2 separate regions of the Mus musculus genome follow, and region 2 is linked to region 1. The links are chromatin contacts, called in public Hi-C maps. All regions are on one chromosome and are shown on one strand. The core of a region is the stretch at or near the end of the contact, and the rest is flanking DNA. Distances in the headings are between cores, read along the strand shown. Region 1 has its middle 19 kb from the start of Gm35853. Region 2 holds the start of Krt6a (keratin 6A).

Region 1 (6,912 bases), core at 2,550-5,049:
TGACCTTGCTCAGCCCAGATTGCCCAGCCCCCAGCAGGGTTCCTGGAGATGAACAAGAAAAACTATGAGCTTCTGTAATATGTGGAGGCCTCTTAAATGCTCACCAGGATACAGCCCAAGAGCACAGACTGCAGCCTGGTGTCTACTGGGAGTCTAGCATGCTGTTGGCACGTGGCAAATTCTGGTGGAAGGAGCAAGCAGATAGATGGTGATAGCAAGGGGCCATAGCTGCTGAGAAATGCAGAGAGCACCATCACGGAGCATGTTTAGTGAGGCGGAGAAAGCGGAAGCGGGTCTTCGTCTTCAAGGACTCGATCCCGGAGCAGTGCCAGGATCCATGCATGTCCCTTACTCTGCCCCCGTTGTGCCAGGTTCTCTCTATCAAGGTTGCCTTGTGGGGCCTCAGGCTAGTCACGTTCCAGAGTTGTAAGGACACTGAAGATGAAGTCTCTGACACAGGCCCAGGGGCGGGGGACGGGGGTTGGGGGGGAGTGGAGCTAAAGATCCCCCTATCATCCATCTGGGTTGTTTGTTGGGGCCTTCAGCTATTCTAGGAATCATGCTGACACACCAGAATGACAGAGGACATCCTGGGGGGCTTATGAGTCCCCCAGAGACCTATGGGAGCAGGGAGCAAGGGGAAGATGAGGCTGATTGGTAAGCTGTTTGTTTTGACCCATTGCCACCGCAGTGCCCAGTTACAGGCTATACAGCAGGAAAGGGTCCTTCACAAAACCCCTTCCCAAATGTCAGGCATCAATATCTAATCTTCTTAAGCTTAAAACATCCAGTGTGCCAGGTATGGTGTCTTCAGCCTATCAGTTGGCACCTTGAGCTGTCAGTTATCTGAGTTCCCAGGACAACACACCCCTCCCAAAGGGGCTGCACCCATAGTACCTGAGATGAGTGTGTCCTGGCACTGGATGGGGGCAGGGGAGTGGTTGGGGCATTCTCCGAGAGCTGAACTATACTTACATTGTTAATTTGTTGTAAAGCTTTTACAAATCAAGGCAAGGGGGCTGGAGAGATGGTGTGGCGATTAAGAACACTCTCTGCTGATCTTAGCAAAAGAGCCAGGTTGGATTCCCACCCAGGTTGGAGCCACCCACAAGGTGGCTCACAAGCTATCTTTAACTCCATTTCTAGGGAAATATGAAACACCCTCTGGCTTCCGTGATGCACAGAAATACGTGCAGGCAAGACACCCACATACATAAAATAAAAATAAATCTTTTTTTTAATATGATGCATGAGAAAAGAATTTAGCATGGTGCCTGGCACAGAATAGTTGCTTAATAATGCTGCTAACAGCCAACACAAGCCCTTACCAGCTTTCCCAAATCCCCAGTGGAGATGAGATGGGCTTTCTATCAGGCCTCAGTAGCCTGTCCTTTGGAGTGATTAAACCTACCTGTTCATTCTCAGAGATAGATTTGGAGAAAGTGAGGGCCAGAGAAATGACCCAGCCCCTCCTCTTTCCTTCTGGCACAGTCACCCAGGCTGCTCCCCAGTAGAAAAAGGTTGACCAGCCCAGACAACCAGCACAGCGGCCACCACTGCCCTCTCCTGGCAGAGGCAAAACCAACACATCTCTGGAGCCTCCAGGAAAGAGGCAGAAAGAAAGCAGCTAGGGATGTCTTTGGAAGTGCTAAATGCCAGCCTCAGACCTACATATACTTGGCTCCAATTTTAGACCTCAGTTCTGAGAGTCACTCAGGACCGATGCCCCTTTCCTTCCTGCGCTGTTTCCTCCCCAACACCATCCACTGAATGGCTGCCACAGCGCCCAGTGGCTGCGGTGGTATAACTCACATGAAACCCTTCCCCTGCTCATCTGCTTCCTCAGCATCAGGTCTAGAGTAACATCACCACCACCCCCCATGGACACCCCATTCCAAGAAACCACCCAACTGTCTGCAACTCCACTGCCCCTGTTCCCTGGATCCCTTTCTTTTGCTTTAGACAAAATAAGGGATCATGCTGATCTCTTTCTTGTGCTTTGGTTGGTATCCAGACAAAATAAGGGGCCGTGCTAGATCGGACCTGGTGCCCACTCCACATGAGAGAATTTACATCTGGTACCGAAAACTCAGTCAGAAGCCTGTGGCCAAAGAAGTCATAGACTCTAGTAGAGAAACCATTGCTGTTGGTTTGCTAAATGGACATGGTGTGCCCAAGAATGGCCATCTAAATAACTACATCTGTGCCCAGAGAATACTGCTCCTGTCCACTCTAGTCAGAGAAGCTTCTTTTTGCAATGATCAGCCATAGTTGTGAAGATTGATGCCTGGTCAAGAACAGAGAGAAGAAATGACCATCGGATACCCATGCATAAATGGGACGTCTGTATCATCCAGACCCCAGGGAACATCCTTCCGAAGCCCAGGGAACATCTTGGGGGGGGGGAAGAAGTAGAAGGAACGTAAGAGCCTGGGGAAGTTGGGGAATTGGGGTGAGGTGCTGACTTCCTGGCGTGACGTGGCTGCTGTGCTTATGAACTCACACCAGCTGTGACTGGCTACCTGCACAGAGACAGCATAGGATTAGGCCCCTCAAGATCCCGTCATAAACCTGGATGTGATGTCACATGCCCTCCATCTCAGCACTAGGGAGGCAGAGGCAATCTTTGTGTTGAGACCAGCCTGGTCTAGATAGCTAGTTCCAGGCCAACCGAGGCTACACAGTGAAACCCTGGCTCATAAAAGGGGAGGTGATCTGGAAGTGGAAGGGAAGCTACCTGAGAAGAAAAATATAATCAAAATCAATACATGTGTGAAAATGTGATGAAACCCATCGTTATGTATGATTAATGTGTGCTGATAAAAAAGCATTTTAAAGGAGAAACCACACTTGGGATTTCCCACAGAGAGCTAATGGGGGGTTGGCTAAGACACAAAAGAGAAAGGGGAACACCTGTCACTCTCTGGGGATTAGGAAGCCCAGAAAGTCACCCTAGAACTGAAGGAGGCAGGCTCGAGCAGGGAGAACCTGTGGTGCTTTCTGGACTTGAAGGCATGGGACTAGAGAAAGCACGGCTGAATATCAAAGGCTATATGACATTCTGACAAGGTATCCGACTCTGGATCTGCAGGGGAAAGGGCAAGGGTTACACAGCTGTCCTAGGAGGAATGTGGGTGATGTCTCCAGGTCCCTTGCCAGAGCCTCTGCTCAGAAATAAAAGATCACCCCTCCTCTGCTGGCTTGCTTCCATTTTTTTTTTAAGCTTTCAGGGTGTCTGCTAAGATATCTGAGTCTGATGGCTGTCACAGTAGCCACTTAATTTCTGCCCAAAGGAAAGCAAACAGAGCCAAGGTACAAACACCCCAACTCCCAGACTTTAGGGTCAGCACAGCTAAGACACAGAGAAGTCACTCAGTCTCTGTCTCTCTGTCTCTGTCTCTCTGTCTGTCTTTCACACACACACACACACACACACACACACAACACATACACACACGTGCACACACATCTGTGTCTCTCTCTTCCTCCCTCTTCCCCCTCCCCCTCTCCCTCCCCTCCCCCTTTTTCTCTCTGTCTCTCTCTGTTTCTCTCTCACACACATACACACACACACACACACACACACACGCACACACGCACACATCTGTGTCCCTTTGTCTCTCTCTCTGTGTCTCTCTCTGTCTCTGTCTTTCTCTCTCTTTCTCTCACACACACATACACAGCACACACACACACACACACACAACACAAACACACACAGCACAGAGCCAGTCCTACCCTCCTTTCACCTGCCTTCCTTTGTGGCTCTATCTACAATCTGCAGGCTCCGAGCGCCCCCTGCTGTCCATTGTCACATCTATACCAGCACACTGAACAGTGAGCCCTTACCTTAGGGACTGGGACAACACCCTACTTATGTGAGCCACAGAAGAGGCTTAGCACCATTTGGGGTTCCCTTCTCCCCTCCACTGCCTCCAGTACAGAGGTGGATTGCCTGGCAGAGATCTGTGCTGAGAGCCACAGGTGCCCTGACTCTGGGCCCCCTGTAGGGTCATAGGAGAATTGTCCCAAGTTCTGAGGTTGAACCCTAAGAGAGAAATAAAGGGGCCAGGTTCAGGGCTCCTTAATGGAGTCTATTACAGATCTCTGTCCCTGGTTGGAGGTTGAGAAACCCCCTTTCTTCTTCACATCTGGCATTTCTTGCCCAAGCTGTGGACTCCCGAAGGCTCCTGTGCCGTCTACAAGGCTGTCACAAACCCATGTGGCACCAGCCTGATAGTCCTTCCATGAAACATATTAAGGTATTCCACTTGTGTCCAGAGCCAAGAAGGGAGAGAAGGCACATGGGCTGACAGGGAGGTTGAGAGAACCACATGGCACAGTACACACACATCACACATTTGCACTAGTGAATATAGACATGCATTGCACACATGTATACACACGCATACACAAACATATGCATTTGGGCTTTATGGGTCATATAAGTGTATACATCTTAATGGAGGCATCCTACAGACACCGGCCACCAGCATAGCAACCATCTCTGCAAATGTGTGCACATACCCTGGTCACTGCTCACATGCACACATCCCAAAAGTGCTGAAATGATTCCACAGTGAGACGGAACTAAATTTGAAGCCTGATTTTGCCCTTGCCCTTGCCCTTGGGCTTGTACAACTTTCAGAGTCTCAGTTTCCCCATCTTTGAAAATGGGTACTAAGGTTACCTGCATCCAGGGCTATAGGGACTGAAGAGGATAATGTGTGTGGTTGGCCAGGTACAGCACAAATGTTCTGTGACTGACAGAACACATCCCAGGCCTGTTTGTGACAGGATTGGAAAGGGACAAGAATGGTCCCTATCTATGATTTGAAACACTGTGGCCTCAACCTAGGTATACACGTGACCAGGAGCACGCACACACTGGGGGCACTTGTGTGTTTCCACTGTTTATTGAGGCTGCTTAGCTACCGCTGTGCTTAGAGCCCATGAAGCCCAACCCTCTGGTGCCTGTTGGGACAGGACCTGGCTGGATTCTAGCATTCCTGCTGCCTCCACTTCCTCTTGGTCACAGACAAGGAGTGCAAACTAGACAGCTTAGGGATCATTTAATCCCTAGGCCACAAAAGGCTTTACTTTGATACATTGTGGCCTTGGCGTGAGACTTGGGGAGCCTAGGATACATTGTGGCCTTGGTGTGAGACTTGGGGAGCATAGGGTTCTCCTGAGGACTCTACGGCCTGCTCACCCCCTCCCTGTTTGCACAAGCTGCATATGCTAAGACCATAGCTCTGTTGAAGCAAAGCTCTGGGGTCCAAGCACATATCCTCCCAATACCCTATGGCCTATGGCAGAGGAAAGGAGTTCTTTGTCCTGTGTCAAGAGGAAAAGGACCATGGTTCATGTGCTGACACAGAGCCACAGAGCCATCAAGCCAGTCACAAGGTCTATGGGGCTTCAAGGCCACCCCCTGGAGGCTTTATATCAGTCACAACACTCCCAACACACCAGGTCCCAAATGACTTGTCGGAGACCCTCCCCTAATGCTCTGACAGGCATGATGGCATGCCCAGCACCTCTTCATCTGTCCTCTGAAGTAAACGGACCACAAGATAGCCAGTACTACCCTCATTGGTCCATCTCCCTCTATAAATGAGCAAGGCCACCTCACCTTAACTGGGCAACCTCACCTTAACTCTAGGGCACAGCCCTCCTTCGAGGGGTGACATCCCAGAACCATGAGTGTACCCTGCCTGCTCATCTTAAGAGAGAATCTGAAGGCCAGGCAGAGAAAGGGCCTAAGCCACACAGCTTAGAAGCAGTAGAAGCAGGCTGACCAAACCCCATTAGCAGACAAAGGTAGACCTCTCCCTCTGAGCTTTGTTAAGTACACTGCCCAGCTGGTGAAATGGGAGAAAAATGGGGAGAGGGGCCATGTACCCTAAATTCATGGAACTCCCTCTCCTGGAAGGAGCAGCTCTCCAGGGCCAACCTGAGAAATAACAGAGTCCCTTCTGGAACTTCCCAGCAGGTTGGTGGATCAGGGGGAAGCATTATCGCAGCCAGCCATGGATCTGGGTAATGACATTACACCTGCCTACCATGGGAGACAGAAATAGGGAACAGTACTGGCACAGGATCTAGTTCAGGCCCCTACCTGGAGGAACTCCAGCCTCAGTTTACCCAGCTGTCAAATGAAGATAACATTTGTGCTCCCCTCTGGCCACCACACTATGCTACCTAAGATTGCTCTTTAGTTTGAGTCTCTACCTCCAAAGGCCTGGTGGGTGCCTGCCCATAGCCACTCTGGCTCAGCCCTGCAGGCCAAGAGCAGAGAAAAGCAGGGGCCTGGGTAAGCATTCCTCAGGCCCCTCTAGCCTGCTCCCAGCTTCCTTTTAGAGCCTCCAGATAGGAAAGGCCAGACCAGCTTACCAGCACAGACCAAGGTTTCTGTTTCAATACAGTCCAGTTCTCTACCCCCAGCCTGAAAACCACAGCCCACGGAAGGAAGGAGGATTAAGACACTACGAAAGGACCCTTTGTAAGGAGCTGAGCATGGACGGAAGCACAGACAAGCCTTTTTTCTCCTGATTAGCACAACCGCAGCCAGGATCGTGACCCTCTTAACAGGAAGAAACTGAGGCCGGAAATATGGGAGGCTTCAAAAGCAGTAAGGGCATGACTCATGCCTCCAGGATTCCTTCCCATAGAGAAGCCACCAACTAAAACAGTGAGCCAGAGACCCTGACAGAGTCGGGGTGCTAAGCCTCAGGTACCCCTGTGGGGGCATGGCAGAGGGCAGGTCCCGGGGCGGAGCTTGCAACCTCTGTTCCTGTAGACACCTGGTATCCACCTGCGGTGGTCCGCGTGCCTGGGCAGGGAGGCTGCTCAGGGCGGCCCAGACTGGGCAAGATGGGACGGGACAGGACGGGACTGGACGCGACGCGG
Region 2 (6,912 bases), core at 2,878-5,377, 350 kb before region 1:
TCTCTCTGTGTCTGTCTCTCTCTCTATGTCTCTGTGTGTATGTGAGTGATGTGTGTATGCGTCTCTCTCTCTCCTTGTATATATCTCTTTGTGTGTGTGTGTGTGTCTTTCTGTCCATCTCTCTCTGTGTGTCTGTCTCTCTGTGTCTGTTTGTATCTCTGTGTGTGTACATGTGTGTCTGTCTTTCTTTCTGTGTTTGTCTCTCTCTGTGTGTCTCTCTGTGTGTCTCTGTGTGTATGTGAGTGGTGTGTATGTGTGTGTGATTTTTTCTACAAGGAGACTGAAGTTTAGTGTGTATCAGGTGTTGTGACTTCCTGATACACTTGGTGTGTAACATCATCCCACCCCTGGGACTGCTCATCCCACCCCTGGGACTGCTGGCTCTGTTCTCACATGTGCCTGCAGCTGCATGTGTGTGTCTTTCTCTTGGATACTCCTGAAGGATCGGCTGTGGGATTCCCTGGGAACAGCATCATCTGCCCTGTGGTTTGTGGGATTATGTGCTTACTCTTAAGCTTTCCATGATCGTCAACGGGCTCCACCCAGGGAGGCTGAAAGACAAGGCAAATCATCTTGAGGCGACTTTCCCTGAGCCTAGGCTCCAACACCTCCCTTGTACCCACCTTCGTGCTGGGAACAAAGTGAGCAGTGCAGGCTACCCTCTGGCCAAGAACAGGGCATTCTACATTCCATGGCCACCAGAGGCAGCTGCGGGCTGGACTCTCTTTCAGCACAGAAAAGAGGCTGGCTTCAGCAGCTTGCCAGGGAGGAGGCATCTGCCGCTGAGTTACTCATGCCAATGCTTCTCCCCCACATATTTGCCTGAACTATCACCCTTTGTTCTCATCTTATTAGGAAAGGTCCTCACCTGGCTCCTCTGGGAAACAGAACTGCTTGGGGTGACACTGTGGGGCATGACTCAGGGCCACCAGGGAGAGCTCAGGCAAGTCTTTATCCATTCAGGAGTCCCTATTGCTTAGAAGCCCCGTGGCTAATAAAGCAGGGAGGGGGTGAAATCAGGTGTGTTGGCACAGGCCTTTAAGACCAGCATTGTGAGTCCAAGGCTAGCCTGGTCTACATGGAGAGATCTAGGCCAGCCTGGTCTACATAGCTTTAGATCAGCCAAGGCTACATAGTGAGCACCTGGTTTTTTGTTCTTTGTTTGCTTAAGGAAGGGGTTAAGACTGGAGTCTAGGAAGAGAGAGAAACAGCCCAGTCCTGTCAGACAATGAGAGCATGAAGGGCAAAAGAGCCAAGTGTGAGCTTATCCTTGAAGGCTTGTGGGGCTGAGAATAATCAGAAACGGAGCTCCTGGTGTGTGCACACATGTGTAAGTATGCACGCACTCATGCATGTGTCTCCTCCTGGAGCCTCCTCTCAGTCTTAAAGCCCTCACCATTGCCCAAGAGCCTCTCAGATAAGGTCACTGGAACTGGTTCTCAGAGAGCTCCCTACCAGTTGACCAAGGAGATTTGACTTAAATGTTTTAAACAAATTACCTTATTCTAATTAGCTTACCACTAGAGACATCATACAGCCAGTTTAAGGGAACCACTCAAACACTTGCCCCACCAATGGGATTTTACATTAGAATATGCCTTATCCATCGACCAACAGGAAAGACTGTGTCTGGAAATCAAACGACACTTTATACTTCCAGTGCTATTTGGAGTATATGCCAAGCCTGTGGTCAGATATAAGGCTGGAGTTAAACCAAACTTCGACAGGCTCAGGGACTAAAAGTAAGGTTCCTGATGCAACTAAAGGACACAAGTTATTTGAGGGTACCACCATAAAAAATACAAAGTGATGTCGTTGCCAGGTTAGTGGCAGCGTGTCCCCCCACACCCGAAGAGACAGAGACCCAGCAGAGGATAAGCAGGTATCTTGGCTCCAAAGGAGGGACTGTAGCCTATTGGGGCTGTGCCACACCCAAGTTCTCTGACCACACAACACAGCTTCTGCAGGCAGTAGGGTGGGTGACCTGTCAGCTGCATCGATGGTGAGTGCAGGGACATCCAGGTTCTCGCTAAATATGGGACAAACTTGCAATAATGACTTTGTTTCTCCCACTGTCCTCCAAGCCCCACCCCCAACCCCACCCCCACACACATATATGCTGTACCTGTGTTCTAGTTCCTGAAACTTCTCGTGGATTTCTACAAATCAGACTTCTTCAAGCTCCCTTTTAATGGTGATAATAGCTTATCCTCACTGAGAACGTCTGTGTCAGATACCATTCCAAGACCCTCATGGGAAGGAACTTTCTCATCTCAGCTTCACAACACTGTCCAATTTCCCATCTTGTGTATGGACGTAAGAGTAAGCACAAATGGTTGGTCCAGCAGTTTGCATATGAGCACAGGAGAACCTGCTCTGTCTGACCCCGGGGCTCAAGCTCTGTACCAGGGTTGGCAAAGGATTTCCTTGAAGGAAAATGTATAGGGAATTCTCTTGGCTTTGCATATTAGTCTTGGTTGCCATGGTGTGGAGCAGTTAGAGACACTGAAATAGCCACACACTAGGAAAGGGGGATGCCACGTGCTTCATCAACTGGCTTCCTCACCTTGCAGCCCTGCCACACCCAGGGCCCCTAACTCGGGAGAGTAGAGAATCGGAGCTCCAAACCACGAGGGCACTTGTTTCCCAGAACTGGGTGGAAGCACATTCTTGGTGAAGAATTGTGCAACAGGGTGGAGGGAGGGCAGCTGTTTCCGTTGTCTGAGGAAGGTATCTCTCTCCTGTCAGACGCTGAGTTAGCACCTTTGAGGGGTAGGGAGCTTCCTACCTTCCTGGATGCTGGATCCCAGTGTGTCTGAGAACTGCAATTGAATTCAAAACAGGACCTTACACAGGTACTGCTCAGTGTGGGAGTTAGCCTTTCCTCCCACAGCAGCGTCTCCAGCTACATCTTCTCAGGGAACAACACGCCTAGAATTGTTCTGTTTCCTTCACGCATGGTTCCTAACATGTAGACTGGAAAAAGTGAATCTCACTCCCCTGGAAAGCAAGCTTTCCTTTGAAATTTGGCTTTTCAAGAAGCGAGACTAGAAAAATAAATTGCTATCTGACTTATGAAATCACCACACCTGTAAGGGCACATCTCAGTGATTCATTGCTGGCCTCCAGGCCCCTCGACTTTCTCTGCACATCCTACTAACATTTTCAGATTCCTGATCCCTAAGAAGTGTCCAAATCGATGGTTAAAAAAATAGTTACAAAAAAGCCTGGGAACCTGTGGTCCTGATTATTTGGGGTTCTAAGGTTTAAGTGCCAAGGAAACATCTTAACGCACCAGAGGAGGGTGCCTATGAATGTAACTGTGGAATAAGGATGGCATAAGGAAACATTGTAACAGAGGACAGTGTCTGTGAATGAGAATGTGGAATGACTACTTTACTCAAGAATCAGACTGATGGGAAAGCAAACAGCGAGGAGGGAGGCGCCGGCTGGGGCAGAGCACCTGCGGAGGTCAGGTGCTGTCTGCCTCTGTCCTCAGGGAAGAGTCAAGTGAAGCTGAACACTTCAGACACAGACAATGTTAGTCTTACAGTGGAAAAAAATCAACTGCTCTCCTCTGACCTTAGAGGGGAGGGTTATATAGGCATCGAGCCCCTCCTGGCCATCTCAAACCATCTGGAAGGGCAGCTGAGCGCTAGACAATTAGTTCCATGCAGCAGGCAATTTCCAGAATGGGATGTTAGGCAAATGCATGTATGGCTTCAGGGAGAGACTTAGTGGCTGGGGAGGGAGGAGCAGGTGGAAGGGAAAACCTGTGTGGTGAGGGGGCACACAGGGAGTGTCTACATGGGCAGAAGGAAGGGACAATTATCACAGATCAGCTCCTTGTCTCTTTTGTTTGAGAAGATGACTAACTCATGACTTAAGAGAATTTACGTCCTGGCTCATTGTGTTCAGATCAAGTCAAGGCTGGAAGGCAGGAGAATTTGCTCCGTGACTAAAGGAATCCAAAAGCAATCTTCATGTATCATACCTTTCTAGAACTTGGGGGTGATCTCATTATTTGTAAAGCCCTGCCCTACCCACTCTGCAAGCTCACCATCAGGACCCAACCCAGCCCATCTGTACCATATATAAGCGGCTGCCCAGAGCTCAACACACTCATCTCTTCAGCTCTGCCCTGCCGTTTCTCTACTTCCCAGCCTTCTCATCTCCAGGAACCATGTCTACCAAAACCACCATCAAAAGTCAAACCAGCCACCGTGGCTACAGTGCCAGCTCAGCCAGAGTGCCTGGGCTCAACCGCTCTGGCTTCAGCAGTGTGTCCGTGTGCCGCTCCCGGGGCAGCGGTGGCTCCAGTGCAATGTGTGGAGGAGCTGGCTTTGGCAGCAGGAGCCTCTATGGTGTGGGGAGCTCCAAGAGGATCTCCATCGGAGGGGGCAGCTGTGGCATTGGAGGAGGCTATGGCAGCCGATTTGGAGGAAGCTTCGGCATTGGAGGTGGAGCTGGTAGTGGCTTTGGCTTCGGTGGTGGAGCTGGCTTTGGTGGTGGCTATGGGGGAGCTGGCTTCCCGGTGTGCCCACCTGGAGGCATCCAAGAGGTCACCATCAACCAGAGCCTCCTCACACCCCTGAACCTGCAAATTGACCCCACCATCCAGCGGGTCAGGACTGAGGAGAGGGAGCAGATCAAGACCCTCAACAACAAGTTTGCCTCCTTCATCGACAAGGTGAGACATGGTCCTCCCTAGAGCAGCCTGTGTGTCTACAGGGAATGCTGAACAGAGGTGGAGGGAAGAGGCTTCAGTCTCAGCTCTGATACTGCCTGTGTTGCTAGTTGATGCTCTGTCCTGGTTTGTGTTCCTCTTCAGTTAGACTGGCATCTGGAAATCAGGGTCAGCGTTCCTCTCCTCCAGAGGTTGCCCTATAAGGGTGTCTGGTCCCAGTGGACTGAGATGACTTAAAGACTCACAAAACAGGCTTGTAGGGAAATGGAAGATTATAACTATGTATAGTGCAGTTGGGAGGCATGCCAGCCTCACTAAGCTGCAGCACACTTCATCAAGCCATGGCTAACCTGCCAGTGCCCTACATGAGTTCTCTGCCCTCCTTAGAGAGGTGGCATTGGGTGCTTCAGTCTGGACTGTTTCCCTCAGACCCAGGGTCAGGGTCTAACTACACTGAATGAGTTTAGTCAGACAGCCTGAGAGGGTACACACACTAGTGAAGTGTTCATAGAAGGATGAAACCCAAACTTCTCCCCCTCATACTTGCCCCCCCCCCGCCCCCACCAGGTGCGGTTCCTGGAGCAGCAGAACAAGGTCCTGGACACCAAGTGGGCCCTGCTGCAAGAGCAGGGCACCAAGACCGTGAGGCAGAACCTGGAGCCTATGTTTGAGCAGTACATCAGCAACCTCCGCAGACAGCTGGACAGCATCATTGGAGAGAGGGGTCGCCTGGACTCAGAGCTGAGGAACATGCAGGACACAGTGGAGGACTACAAGAGCAAGTGAGTTACAAAGAAGGGAGAATCCAGTCTCCGGACTTTATAAAAATGGAAGCCCAAATCTAAACAAGGGCTCCATGATGTAAGAAAGCTTGGTCACATCTGGGACAGAGGCTGCCATTGATACCATCCACCCCGTGGCTCCAATATAGTGCACCTTTCCTCTTGTAGATATGAAGATGAAATCAACAAGCGCACAGCAGCAGAGAATGAATTCGTGACCCTGAAGAAGGTGAGTTGACTAACCACAAGGATGGGTTTCTCTGCGGAATGACATAAAAGGCCTTGTATATCTGCGTCATTCCAGAGAAATGGTGGTTACAGGGAAAGAAGTGAACGGTCTGGGGAAGAGAGGTAACCTGATTCCATGTTCTTGATGGTTTTCTCAGGATGTAGATGCTGCCTACATGAACAAAGTTGAACTGCAAGCCAAGGCAGACAGTCTAACAGATGATATCAACTTCTTGAGAGCTCTCTATGAAGCAGTAAGCCCCCCTTGTCTTCTCTTCTCCTTTCCATTCACCACTCCCTTTATTTTTTTCCCCCTGGGCAAAGTGTTTGACCTCTGCAGTTCTCAAAGACAAAGATGACCATGGCTCTTTCTGTCCTGCAGGAACTGTCTCAGATGCAAACTCACATCTCAGACACATCTGTGGTCCTCTCCATGGACAACAACCGTAGCCTGGACCTGGACAGCATCATCGCTGAGGTCAAGGCCCAGTATGAGGACATTGCTCAGAGAAGTCGGGCTGAAGCTGAGTCCTGGTACCAGACTAAAGTGAGTATTGGGGTGGAGGCTGATGGGGATGCCTGGGGTCCACCCTGAACTCCATGAGTCTCTGAGTTCAGTATTGGAGGCCCACTAAAAGAAATAGGGATGTTGTCCCAGAAAATGCACTATGCACATGTACCATAGAATAATGTTTTATTCGAAGAGCAAAAGAACACAGAGGTAGATGCAAAGTTGCCATAAATGGGGTCCATGCTCTTTGCTTGAGCTGTACTCTGAACAATGATCCTCTTGAGAAACTAGAGAACATTTTCACTTCCTGAGGGAACTATGGAGTCTGTGGTCTCCTAAAGCTTCTCTTGAGGAAAAGCCAGCACATCCATGGAAGTGTGTGCCACTCAGAGGTGGGTTTGCTTCCGCATGTAACAACTCACATAGATGTCCTCTCTTTGATTGGCCTTCAGTATGAGGAGCTGCAGGTCACAGCTGGCAGACATGGGGACGACCTACGCAACACCAAGCAGGAGATTGCTGAGATCAACCGCATGATCCAGAGGCTGAGATCTGAGATCGACCACGTTAAGAAGCAGGTGGGGTAGACAGAGAAATGCATGGGTTGCGGGTTGTGTTTCCTGTCCTCTAACTCTTGCTCACCAGAAACCATGGTCTGGGGCTCAGCCTCTGCAGAGATGTACACTCCACGATTATTTTTGTTG

Evidence for each region. A called contact is a pair of places that touch in the nucleus more often than the background predicts.
Region 2: a contact with region 1 is called in a Hi-C map of cortical neurons, with 5 times the contacts expected there. The contact joins the promoter of Krt6a here to the enhancer-like site in region 1. A contact is called at or near these places in 16 of 39 promoter capture datasets (3T3-L1-derived adipocytes, the C10 cell line, the HPC-7 cell line and 9 more), 2 of 15 datasets of contacts at CTCF or cohesin (CD8 T cells and stem cell-derived epiblast-like cells), 29 of 484 Hi-C or Micro-C datasets (LSK cells, Sertoli cells, adipose-derived mesenchymal stem cells and 15 more), 1 of 115 datasets of contacts at active chromatin or transcription factors (embryonic stem cells) and 2 of 9 other capture datasets (embryonic stem cells and liver).

Annotation. Positions count from the first base shown.
Region 1 is chr15:101,336,623-101,343,534 of GRCm38.p6, reverse strand. No RefSeq gene overlaps it. Among named protein-coding and RNA genes, the nearest start is that of Gm35853, 19 kb to the left of the region's middle. Within about 2 kb of position 3,799, at least 46 of the 459 cell types and tissues checked have an H3K27ac peak or open chromatin away from gene starts, as enhancers often do. A contact at or near this core is called in cortical neurons, epidermal suprabasal cells and uterus, where this site is marked.
Region 2 is chr15:101,691,520-101,698,431 of GRCm38.p6, reverse strand. Krt6a (keratin 6A) reads left to right here and starts at 4,127. Exons shown (of 9, transcript NM_008476.3): 1 at 4,127-4,690; 2 at 5,255-5,469; 3 at 5,638-5,698; 4 at 5,856-5,951; 5 at 6,080-6,244; 6 at 6,661-6,786. The coding sequence starts at 4,184. It overlaps Gm49428 (a long non-coding RNA gene), which reads right to left. Exons shown (of 2, transcript XR_003951488.1): 2 at 6,375-6,912.